Regions from separate parts of the Sus scrofa genome. Here all the other regions are linked to region 2. Evidence: chromatin contacts called from public Hi-C data. All regions are on one chromosome and are shown on one strand. Each heading gives the region's core, a stretch centred on a gene start, on an enhancer-like site or on the middle of the called end of the contact. The rest is flanking DNA. Distances are from core to core; before and after follow the strand shown.

Region 1 (3,481 bases), core at 586-3,085, 66 kb after region 2:
GAGCTACAGCTGCCAGCCTACACCACAGCCACAGCCACGCCACATCTGAGCCGCGTCTGTGACCTACCCCACAGCTCACGGCAACGCCGGATCCTTAACCCACTAAGCGAGGCCAGGGATCGAACCCTAAGCTTCATGGTTCCTAGTCGGATTTGTTTCCACTGGGCCATGATGGGAATTCCTCCTCTCCCATCTCTTAAATTATCTTCAATGACCTTGTAGCACGTGACTGTCTGAGTCCCAGAACCTCCTCTCTAACCTGAGGACAACGGAGGTGCTACAGCTGAAGATAAACTCAGACGTAGCCTCGAAGCTCGATTTTATTTTCTGTGGTTACGAAACATTTAAGCACCAAACAAATAAGCGGATCCTGAGTGCGCAAGGGCCAGTACGGGCAAAAGATGAAGCCCCCATAATAAAGTGGCAATTCTGGCAGGAATCGCTGCCCCAGGAGGGCTGCACTGTCTGGGAAGGGACACAGGGCAGACCTTGGCCCCTCTCCCCAGCCCTGGCTTAGCGGCTAACAGGGGGCCCAAAGCGCTGCATGGTCCGAATCACCAGGGAAAGCTGGTCAAGAAAGTTTACGATGGAAATTCGGAGGAGGCGGGAATCGTCAGCTCTCCAGTGGCTGAAAGTGAGGGAAGTGACAATCAGGCAGGCGGCGGCGGCGGCGCCTCCAGTCCCTAGCTCGGCGCCTCCATCGCTCCCCAGCCGTTGCGATCTGCATTAGAGGTGGGCGCAGGGCAGCGCGTCCGCTCCCTCCCGGTCCTTGAGCGTCTGGGGAGTCGCCAGTAGAGCGCCCCTCGGGGGACCTGGGCCCGCCCACCTGCTGCCACTCCCGACCCGCCCCTTCCAGCACTTACACGGCCAGGTCGCTGCCGCTCACTGTGAGCTCCTTCCCAACCGCCCCTCGGTGGGGCTCAGCATCTGGGGCCAGCGAGCCGCGGGCGATCTCTGCCTCCCAGGAGGACGGGAACGGCACGCTTAGGGCGCTGATGGAAAGTCGGTTAAGGCTGTGGAGTTGGTGCTGTGGGCCGGGTCTCAGGCCGCCCTGACCAGGCTCGTCGCCTTCGGCACCGCTTCCAGCCCCTCCAGACCCGGCGTGGCCCTATAACCGCTCCCGGCGGCCGCGGCCTCCGCCTCGCCTCTCCGCCCCCCGACTCCTCCGTCTCCTCGTCGCTCCCCCCTCCCACGGCGGGCGGCCGCAGCCCGTTCCCCGCCGTCCCCTCGGGCAGGATACAAGACGTGTGCTCGGCTCCGTGGCCTTTTGGCTGCGGACGCGGGGTCTCCGCCCTCTTCCGAAGTGCGCTGGGCCGGCGCCACAGGCGGAACGCCCGCGGCGGCTACGGCAGCAGCGCCCGCGCCGCGGGGGCGGCCCCGGCCGCCAGGGGCACCCCTGCGGCCTGGGCCCTCGGAGCCGCCCGCCGCGCCGCTCGCGCCGGCGGCTGCGTCCGCCGCCTGCATGGCCGCCGCGCTCCGCCCTCGCCCCGCCCTCGGGCCGCGGCTTTCGCGGCCGCGCTCGCCCCGGCGGCTGAGAAGCTCGGGCCCCCTCGCGAAGCCCCGCCCCCCGCGCCGGCTCCGCCCCGCGCGCCTGCGCAAACCGGCCCCGCCGGGGCCGCGGGCCGTGCGTGGTCGGTTCCGGACCGTTGCCTCCCGCGGGGGTGTCAACCGGACCGGACGCGACTGGCCGCGGAGAAGCCGAGCCTCCCTCCGAAATCCCGGCCCCGCGCACGCTGTGTGACGCGATTTCAACTTCCTTTTTCTGTTTTCCTGCAAGTTTTTGACAGTGATTTTATACTCTTTTTTAAACTGGAGACACATTTTTAATCAAAAGTAAGTTTTTAAGGGAGTTCCCGTCGTAGCTCAGTGGTAATGAACCCGACTAGTATCCAGATTCGACCCCTGGCCTCGCTCAGTGGGTGACGGATCCGGCGTTGCCCTGAGCTGTGGTGTAGGTCACAGACGCGGCTCGGATCCCGCGTGGCTGAGGCTGGGGTGCAGGCCGGCGGCTACAGCTCCGATCCGACCCCTGGCCTGGGAACCTCCATGTGCTAGGGGTGCGGCTTTAAAACTAAATGTTTTCAAAGTAACGTGAAATTCTTTTTTTTTTTTTTTTTTTTTTGTCTTTTTGCCATTTCTTGGGCCGCTCCCACGGCATATGGAGGTTCCCAGGCTAGGGGTTGAATCGGAGCTGTAGCCACCGGCCTACGCCAGAGCCACAGCAACGCGGGATCCGAGCCGCGTCTGCAACCTACACCACAGCTCACGGCAACGCCGGATCGTTAACCCACTGAGCAAGGGCAGGGACCGAACCCGCAACCTCATGGTTCCTTGTCAGATTCGTTAACCACTGCGCCGTGCTGGGAACTCCATTTTTATTATTTATTTATTTCTTCGGTTCTTAATTTTTAATATAAATCCTATCAGGTCCCTGCTTGAAATCCTGAAACAATATCCTGCTGCCCTTGGAATCCAAGCCAAACTCCTTGCTGTAGCTGATAAAAGCCCTGTGTGCCCTGGCTCCCAGCTCCTCCACCTGCAGCTGCCTGCTTCCTTGCTCTGTGCAGCCTCTAGGGCATTCTCTACTCCTGCTCTTTGCACTTCCTCTTCCTATTTGGCAAACGCTGTACCCAGACTTTCCTAGGACTGCTTCCTTCTGGTCATTAGTATCTTGGCCCCGGTGTCACCTCTGAGAGGCCTTCGGGATCACCCATCTGACGTATTGCCATGCCCAGGCACCCTTCATCACAATGTCCTTTGCTACATTTCTAATAATCCGAGGCTGTCCTTTTGGACCCTCCTCCGCTGTTCCTGTATTGTCTCTGGGAACTTCTCCCGGCAGTTTATGCCCTAGGTGGTTTGTTGCTTGTTGGATGAAACAGTATTAACTACAACATTCCATCACTGTTAGTTACTCCTCGGTGTGAAACAATGTGTGCACAAAGTTACTCCCCGCAACCTAATGGGGTGGAGAGAAGCCATTGGACAGGAGCACTTGTCTCTCAGTGCAGACTGGGTGAAATCAACAACGGTACATTTACACACTTTTCCTCAACAGCACTGAGAAAGAATGAAAACCTCTAATGAAAAATGAAATGATTTCTGGAATATATCGTTATGTGAAAAAAGCAAAGTGCAAAGAACACCCCCACCCCCACCCACACATGCTTATTGAAAAGAAGAAGAAACACAGGATGGAGAACCCCGAAACTACTGAAAATGAGCACCTATAAGGGTGATTGCATTTCTTGTAATATAACTTTTTGTGTCGTTTTGACTTTGAACCATGTAAATATTTTATATATCCAAAAACATGTTTGGGGAGTTCCCGTCGTGGCTCAGTGGTTAACGAATCCCACTAGGAACCATGAGGTTGAGGGTTCGATTCCTGGCCTCGCTCAGAGGGTTGGGGATCCGGCGTTGCCGTGAGCTGTGGTGTAGGTCGCAGATGCGGCTCGGAGCCCGCGTTGCTGTGGCTGTG
Region 2 (3,464 bases), core at 484-2,983:
TTTTATTTTATTTTTTAGCTTTTTAGGGCCGCACCCGCAGCATATGGAGGGTCCCAAGCTAGGGATCCAATCGGAGCTACAGCTGACGGCCTACACCACAGCCACAGCAACGCGGAATCCAAGCCGTGTCTGCGACCTACACCACAGCTCACGGCAACGCTGGATCCTTAACCCACTAAGTGAGCCCAGGGATCGAAGCTGAAACCTCATGGTTACTAGTCGGATTCATTTCCACTGCGCTACAATGGGAACTGCTGCATGCATTTTTTTTTTTTCTTTTTTGGCTGCACCCACAGCATGTGAAAGTTCCCAGGCCAGGGATGGAACCTGTGCCACAGCAGTGAGCCAAGCCGCTGCAGAGATAATGCTGGATCCTTTTCCCGCTGTGCCATAAGAGAACTGCAAGGGCATATGCATTTAAAGTGATCTCAGAATATTACTCAGCCATTAAAAGGAAAGAAATACCGGCATTTGCCGCAAAACGGATGGACCCGGATATTATCACGCTAAGTGAAGTTAGTCAGCCAGTGAGACACCAACATCATGTGCTCTCACCGACATGTGGAATCTAAAAAAAGGACACAACGAACTTGTTTGCAGAACAGATACTGACTCACGGGCTTTGAAAAACGTATGGTTTCCAAAGGAGACAGGTTGGAGGGGTGGGGGGATGCACTGGGGGTTTGGGATGGAGATGCTGTAACATTGAGTTGGGATGATCCGTGTACAACTACAAATGTCATACAACTCACTGAGTAAAAAAATAAAACAAAGTGACCTCAGATACATCAAACCACCACACTGCACCCCGCTGTCACGGGGCCCCTTTCCCATGTCCCCGCCACCCCGGGCGAGCCCTACTCGTTCACCCTCCCTCCCGGCTGGAGCCCCCTCTCCCGGAGCGTCTCTTTCAGTTTCTCTTTCTCTCAGGCTCGCAGGCTTTGCCCTGTCCGTTGGGCTCGGGCCCGCGCTCCTCTCCAAGTTGGCGTCGCTCGCATTCAGCGCCTCAAGTGCCTCTACTTCTTCTTTTGCCTTTTTTAGGGCCAAAGCTGCAGAGGGATCTGAGCCGCGTCTGCGACCTACACCACAGCTCACGACAACGCCAGATCCTTAACCCACTGAGCGAGGCCGGGGATCCAACCCGCATCCTCCTGGAGACTCGTCAGGCTCCTTACCACTGAGCCACGCCTGGGAACTCCCCTAAGTCCCTACACTGCGAGCTGCCTACTTTCCTCCGTCACCCTGTCACCTTTCCTTTTGGGCTCCCTTTCGGACTGGCTGGGCTCGATGCCTGTTTCTCCCTAGCCACCTGCTCTGTCACTCATGCTACTTTGGGTCCTCTGCCCTGGGGCCTATTCTGGGATGTATGTGGGCATTTGGGCAGCCCCGGGCTGGCAGGGGCAGGCTCGAGGGCTCTGGGGCCGGGGGCCCAGGAGGGGGGAAGGCAAGCACTAGAGAGTTCCTGGTCTCAGCCCAAAGCCGGGTCCAGCTCCCAACGCCCCAGCCCCCGGATTCCCTTCCCCTCTCACCCTCCCCCACAGGCTGGGGGCGACTTCCTCCTTTTCTTTGGCCAGACGGCTCCCATACCTGCATAGACCGGGTCGTCTCCACGCCTGCCTGCGCTGCGAGCGGATCGCCCCACCCCGAGGAATCGCAGCGCCTGCCTGGGAAAAAGGAGGAAGAGACAGTCAGCCCGACTCACCCTTCCGGACCGATTCAGCCACCACACCCTTCCCAGCGGGCAGGCCGGGCCTTAGCTCCGCCCTGGCGGCCGCAGGGAGGGCGGGCGCCTGGTCTGGGAACCACGGACCTGCCCGCCCACCTTCCCACCAGATCCAGCCTTCCTGCCCTCGTGAGACCCAGTGCAGGCGGAGGCCAAGGGACGGCTCTGAGCAGATGACAGACCTGTGAGTCAGAGTTGGCCCGTGCCAAGGGCGCGCCGCGAGGAGTTGCTGGCGCCCACGTGCAAACCCTGCTGTGCAGTCTCCCAGGCCCAGCGCTCAGTGCCTGTCCCCGGCCGCCTCCAAGCCTGATCTGGTGGGGAAGACACCAGAACTGGAGCGTGTGCCTGACAGAGGGAAGCCCCGCGACGAGCCTGGGCATCCCCGAGGACAAGAGCCTTCTCTCCATGTCCTCGGCCCGGGCCTGGTGTGGCTGCACACTCCTGAGTGATCTGAATAAGCAAAGTGAGCAAAAGTCGGTGCAGGAACTGGCCATGGTGGTGGAAGCCGAGGGCGGACTGAAGAACTGTGCGGGAGAGGAGATTAGAGAGCTGGCAGCTCAGTGCCCTGTGGCGGTCCTGCACTGTCGCTGCTGGAACAAGTAGGGGGCTCGGGTGGTGCCTGCAGGTGGATGATGGGCCCTCATTGGATGGTCTTCCGAGCAATGTCACGGTTGGGGATGGTGATGGGCAGAAGGTTGGGAAGAAAAAATGTAATCAATAAAATTATGCTTTGCTTTAAAAATAAAAAACAGGAGTTCCCATCTTGGCACAGTGGAAACGAACCGGACTAGTATCCATGAGGACGCGGGTTTGATCCCTGGCCTTGCTCAGTGGGTTAAGGCTCTGGCGTTGCTGGGAGCTGTGGTATAGGTTGAAGACATGGCGGGGATCCCGTGTTGCTGTGGCTGTGGTGTAGGCCGGCAGCTGTAGCTCCCATTCGACTCCTAGCCTGGAAACTTCCATATGCTGTGGCTGCAGCCCTAAAAAGCAAAATAAAATAACATAAATAGGGAGTTCCTGTCGTGGCACAGCGGAAACGAGTCCGACTAGGAACCATGAGGTTGTGGGTTCGATCCCTGGCCTTGCTCAGTGGGTTAAGGATCTGGCATTGCCGTGAGCTGCGGTGTAGGTCGCAGATGCGGCTCGGATCTGGGGTTGCGGTGGCTCTGGCGTGGGCCGGCAGCAAAAGCTCCGATTCGACCCCTCGCCTGGGAACCTCCATATGCTGCAGGTGTGGCGGTAAAAAGACAAAAGACTAAAATACAATAAAATAAAATAAATAAAAAACAGACTGCTTAACGAGTACAGGCCTTTCTTTTTGGGGTGATGAACATGTTTGGAACTAGTTGGAGGTGGTGGTTGACAACACTACAGATGTACTAAATGATATAAAATACTATTATATATATAAATTTCTTTCTTTTTTTTTTTGTCTTTTGTTGTTGTTGCTATTTCTTGGGCCTCTCCCGCGGCATATGGAGGTTCCCAGGCTAGGGGTCCAATCGGAGCTGTAGCCACCGGCCTACGCCAGAGCCACAGCAACGCGGGATCCGAGCCTCGTCTGCAACCTACACCACAGCTCACGGCAACGCCGGATCGTTAACCCACTGAGCAAGGGCAGGGACCGAACCCGCAACCTCGTGGTTCCTCGTCGGATTCGTTAACCACTGCGCCACGACGGGAACTCCCTATATATATAAATTTCTTATTGCATGTTACATGCTGCGATATATTACATATT
Region 3 (3,353 bases), core at 286-2,785, 88 kb after region 2:
CAGAGGCCTCTGTGCTGGCTCTTTGCAAGCCTAGTCTCCGACCCAGGGCAGTGCACCCCGGCCTCCGCCACGCACGGCTCCTCAACCCTGCCGCCAACACAGCTTGTTGCTAAAGCCACCTGGGACCTTCTTGGTGTCAGCGCCCCGGGTTACCTGTTGGCCCTGATCTTCCTCGACCTCTCAGTTGGCTCTGCAGCCTCCGGCTCAAACCCTGCTGGGCTGGCTTGTGGATGGACAGCGCCCTGGGGCCCCACCCAGACACGCCTCGTCCTTCTTGCCTGCTGGCTTGGTTCACCTCCACTGTCCCCTGAAAAGCTGGCCTTTCCCAGGCTCCTGCCCCAGGCTCCCCTCACTGCTGACACTCTCCTCTGCCCCCGGCCTTGGATTAACCCTCACCTGGCAGAGCAGTGACTCGATTTTCCTGCCCCAGCCCTGACCACTCTCGCGGCCACACCTTCCCAGCCAGTTACTCACGGGCCGGCTTCCCTAGGGTCACATTCATAAGGCGGCAACCTTAGCAGCTATGAAATCCGCTCCCAACCCATCCCTCCTCGAGCCCCTCATCTTACTTGTCTGGGCATGAGCAGGGCTGCCACTGGGGTCACATGCAACCCCAGGACCGCTTTGGCCAGCTTGTCCTCTGAGACCACCGCCTCTCCACCCAGCCCCAGACTCCCTGGAGCCTCTCTCCCAGTTGGGAGAAAACGACCATCTTACTCATCGCACAGCTTGGGGAGGTGCACTCCTCGGAGATGAAAAGATCTGCTCAAGGTCATAGAATGAGTGTTTCTGCAGAGGCCTCCATTTCCAAAACCCAACCTTAGGTCCCCCCCAGCGGCTCGGCCCCGACCCGTCCAGACACAAAACTCCCTGGACACCCGGGCCTTCAGGAGCTCTCCTTGCCAAGTCCCTCTCGTTCACTGTGCAAGCCACCCACCTGCCAACCTCATGTCCACTTCTCCCGCTGGGTTGGGGCCGCCGGCAGGTGCAGTGTTTGGGGACAGAGCGCTCTGGGGGGCAACAAAAGAAGAGCAGGTTGGGGCGGGGGTCTGGGATGGGCCCGTGCTGTGGCCTCTGCGCGATCGCTGCAAGGACTTGTTCATTCCACTACCTGACCAGGCTCCTCGGGAACGCGGAGAGAAGCCTTGCCGGGACCGGAGGGGCCTCTGGAACCTGTCGGCTCACGGTCGTGCCCACGGGAGCTCCGAGGGCTGGGAAGTCGAAGTGGTTCCCTCGGACGCGGGCCCCTCCCGTGGGAGGCCCCGAGCTCAGGCCGCCCCTCTGGGTCTGGCGGCCGGCGGCGCGGGTTGGGCCGGCCGGGGACGTGCCTGACCGCGGGGGGAGGCGAGCTCGGTCGGGGGCAGCCCCGTCAGGCCGGCCGCTCCGCTCCGCTCGGCGCGGCGAGGCCAGGGAGCTGCGCTGCGCGGCCCGAGAAGCCTGGCAATGGCGGCCCCGGGGCGGGAGCCCGGCCCACGGGCGCCACCTCCGCTGTCGGCCGGGCTGGGCGGCCGGGCCCCCGGTGGGAGGGCCCGGCCCGGCCCCGCCCCCGACGCGCGCTCCCGCGCAGTCGCGTGCTGCTGAGGGGGAGGAGCCCGGCCCGGCCCCGCCCACGAGGTTTCGGCTCAGACCCGGCTTTGAGGGCTGCGGCTAGGCTCGGGCCCCGCGCTCGGCTTTCTGAGGCCTCGGAAGGGGCGGGTGGGTCTGGGCGCAGGATGAGAAATTGTTTCAGAGTTAATCCACGTGCCTCTTAGAGAAGTGGGGGTAGAGACGAGCCCGGCGGGGAACCGGGAAGGCGACCAGGCCAGCGGGCTCGGCCCTGCCACACACACGCCCTCGCCGCCTGCTTTCTAGAGGGAGGCTCCCCGCTCGCTCTGAGGATGGCGGGGCGTCTAAACGCCGCGCTGGGAAACGCCTCGGGCCTCCGGGCGCAGCGCCCAGCGCACCGGGAGAGCTGCGGCCAGCCCTGCCGCCTGGACCCGTCTCCCTGGATACTAGCCGCATTCTTTTTATTATGATTTTTGTCTTCTCTAGGGCCGCACCCGCGGCACATGGAGATGCCCAGGCTAGGGGGCTAATTGGAGCTGTAGCCGCCGGCCTACACCAGAGCCACAGCAATGCCAGATCGGAGCCGTGTCTGCGACCTACACCACAGCTCATGGCAGCCCCGGATCCTTAACCTACTGAGGGGGGCCAGGGATCAAACCCTCAACCTCCCGGTTCCTAGCCGGATTCGTTTCCACTGCTCCATGATGGGACCTCCACTAGTCGCATTCTTAACCCGCTGAGCCACAACAGGAACTCCAGACTGCTGGTTCTTGGGGACAGTGTATACTGCTCAGAGCAGGCGTTCTGGGAAGGTGGCTTTAATGAGTCCCCCTGAGAGTCCAGAGGCAGACCATCAGCCACAGGGGCACCACACTGGCGATGGACCGGAGGCCTGCGATTCGATTCATTCCTGGTCTTCTGTGCCGCAGGGGCAGCCCTGTTCCTCTGGGGACTTGGAGAGGATGAGACCCTTGTGTCCCCACCCAGCCTCTTGCCTGTGCCCCAGTGTAGCTCCCATAGCTGCGATGCCAGTTTGCTGTTTCCTTGGCTCCTTGTGTCCCTGCCTGAGGCGAGGCACCCAGGGCAGTGCCCTCAGCCCATCCCTCATCGCCCTCAGTACAGACCCCAAGCGCTGAGCTGTCGTTTGTGGTGATCATGTGCTTATGCCCCTGAGTAGGCACCCAAAGCTGAGGTGACAGCTGGTGGTCCTCAGTTGGGCCCTCATGTCTTCGTTCCGTCTAGGCAGCCAGAGCTGAACAGACTGTCCTCATGCGCGACCTTTGGCCCCAACCCTAGATTGGCCAACTGGATCTCGGGCGACAGTCAAACACCCTCACCTGAGGTCGTCTCTGCCACAGTGTAGGAATGACCCTGATGGCCCGCGGCTTTCCATTCCAGGGTGGGTACCAAGACATGTGCCTTCACTGACCCATCTCACCTGGGCCCTGGCGTTTCAGGGCCCTCTGCTGGGCCAGGTCCCTGCCCCACTAGCTCCCATTGCTGAAGCACTACTCGTGTGCTGTGTCTTGGTTCCTGCCTCAGGGTGGGGACCTCACCTGTCTCTTGTGCCTTTACCAGAGCTTAGGCACCCAGAGTGGACGTGAAGTGACTCTACACCTGGGCCCTTAAGGCTCACCCTAGGCCAGCATCCCAAAGCCAAATGGTAGTCGAGCCCTGAAATTTGGACCCGATGCCTCTAAGCTGGTGTGGGCACCCAGGGCTGAGGGCTACTGGCTGTCCTCACGTGGGCCCTTCTGCTCTGTCCCAGTGTAGAGAGAGTCAGTGCCAGCCGAAAGCCCTCAGCGCCA

The links. A called contact is a pair of places that touch in the nucleus more often than the background predicts.
Region 1: a contact with region 2 is called in a Hi-C map of retroperitoneal adipose tissue, with 1.8 times the contacts expected there. The contact joins the promoter of LAGE3 here to the promoter of DNASE1L1 in region 2. A contact is called at or near these places in 1 of 5 promoter capture datasets (liver), 9 of 47 Hi-C or Micro-C datasets (blood, embryonic fibroblasts, fetal liver and 4 more) and 2 of 2 datasets of contacts at active chromatin or transcription factors (alveolar macrophages and skeletal muscle).
Region 3: a Hi-C map of liver shows a contact between it and region 2, with 1.8 times the contacts expected there. The contact joins the promoter of FAM3A here to the promoter of DNASE1L1 in region 2. A contact is called at or near these places in 2 of 5 promoter capture datasets (fetal liver and liver), 19 of 47 Hi-C or Micro-C datasets (alveolar macrophages, blood, embryonic fibroblasts and 10 more) and 2 of 2 datasets of contacts at active chromatin or transcription factors (alveolar macrophages and skeletal muscle).

Annotation. Positions count from the first base shown.
Region 1 is chrX:125,001,371-125,004,851 of Sscrofa11.1, forward strand. It overlaps LAGE3 (EKC/KEOPS complex subunit LAGE3), which reads right to left and starts at 1,836. Exons shown (of 3, transcript XM_003360514.3): 1 at 1,241-1,836; 2 at 864-992; 3 at 303-628. The coding sequence starts at 1,821. The coding sequence ends at 514.
Region 2 is chrX:124,935,836-124,939,299 of Sscrofa11.1, forward strand. It overlaps DNASE1L1 (deoxyribonuclease 1 like 1), which reads right to left and starts at 1,734. Exons shown (of 8, transcript NM_001038632.1): 1 at 1,588-1,734.
Region 3 is chrX:125,023,584-125,026,936 of Sscrofa11.1, forward strand. FAM3A (protein FAM3A) reads right to left here and starts at 1,536. Exons shown (of 9, transcript XM_005674051.3): 1 at 1,112-1,536; 2 at 938-1,010. The coding sequence starts at 950.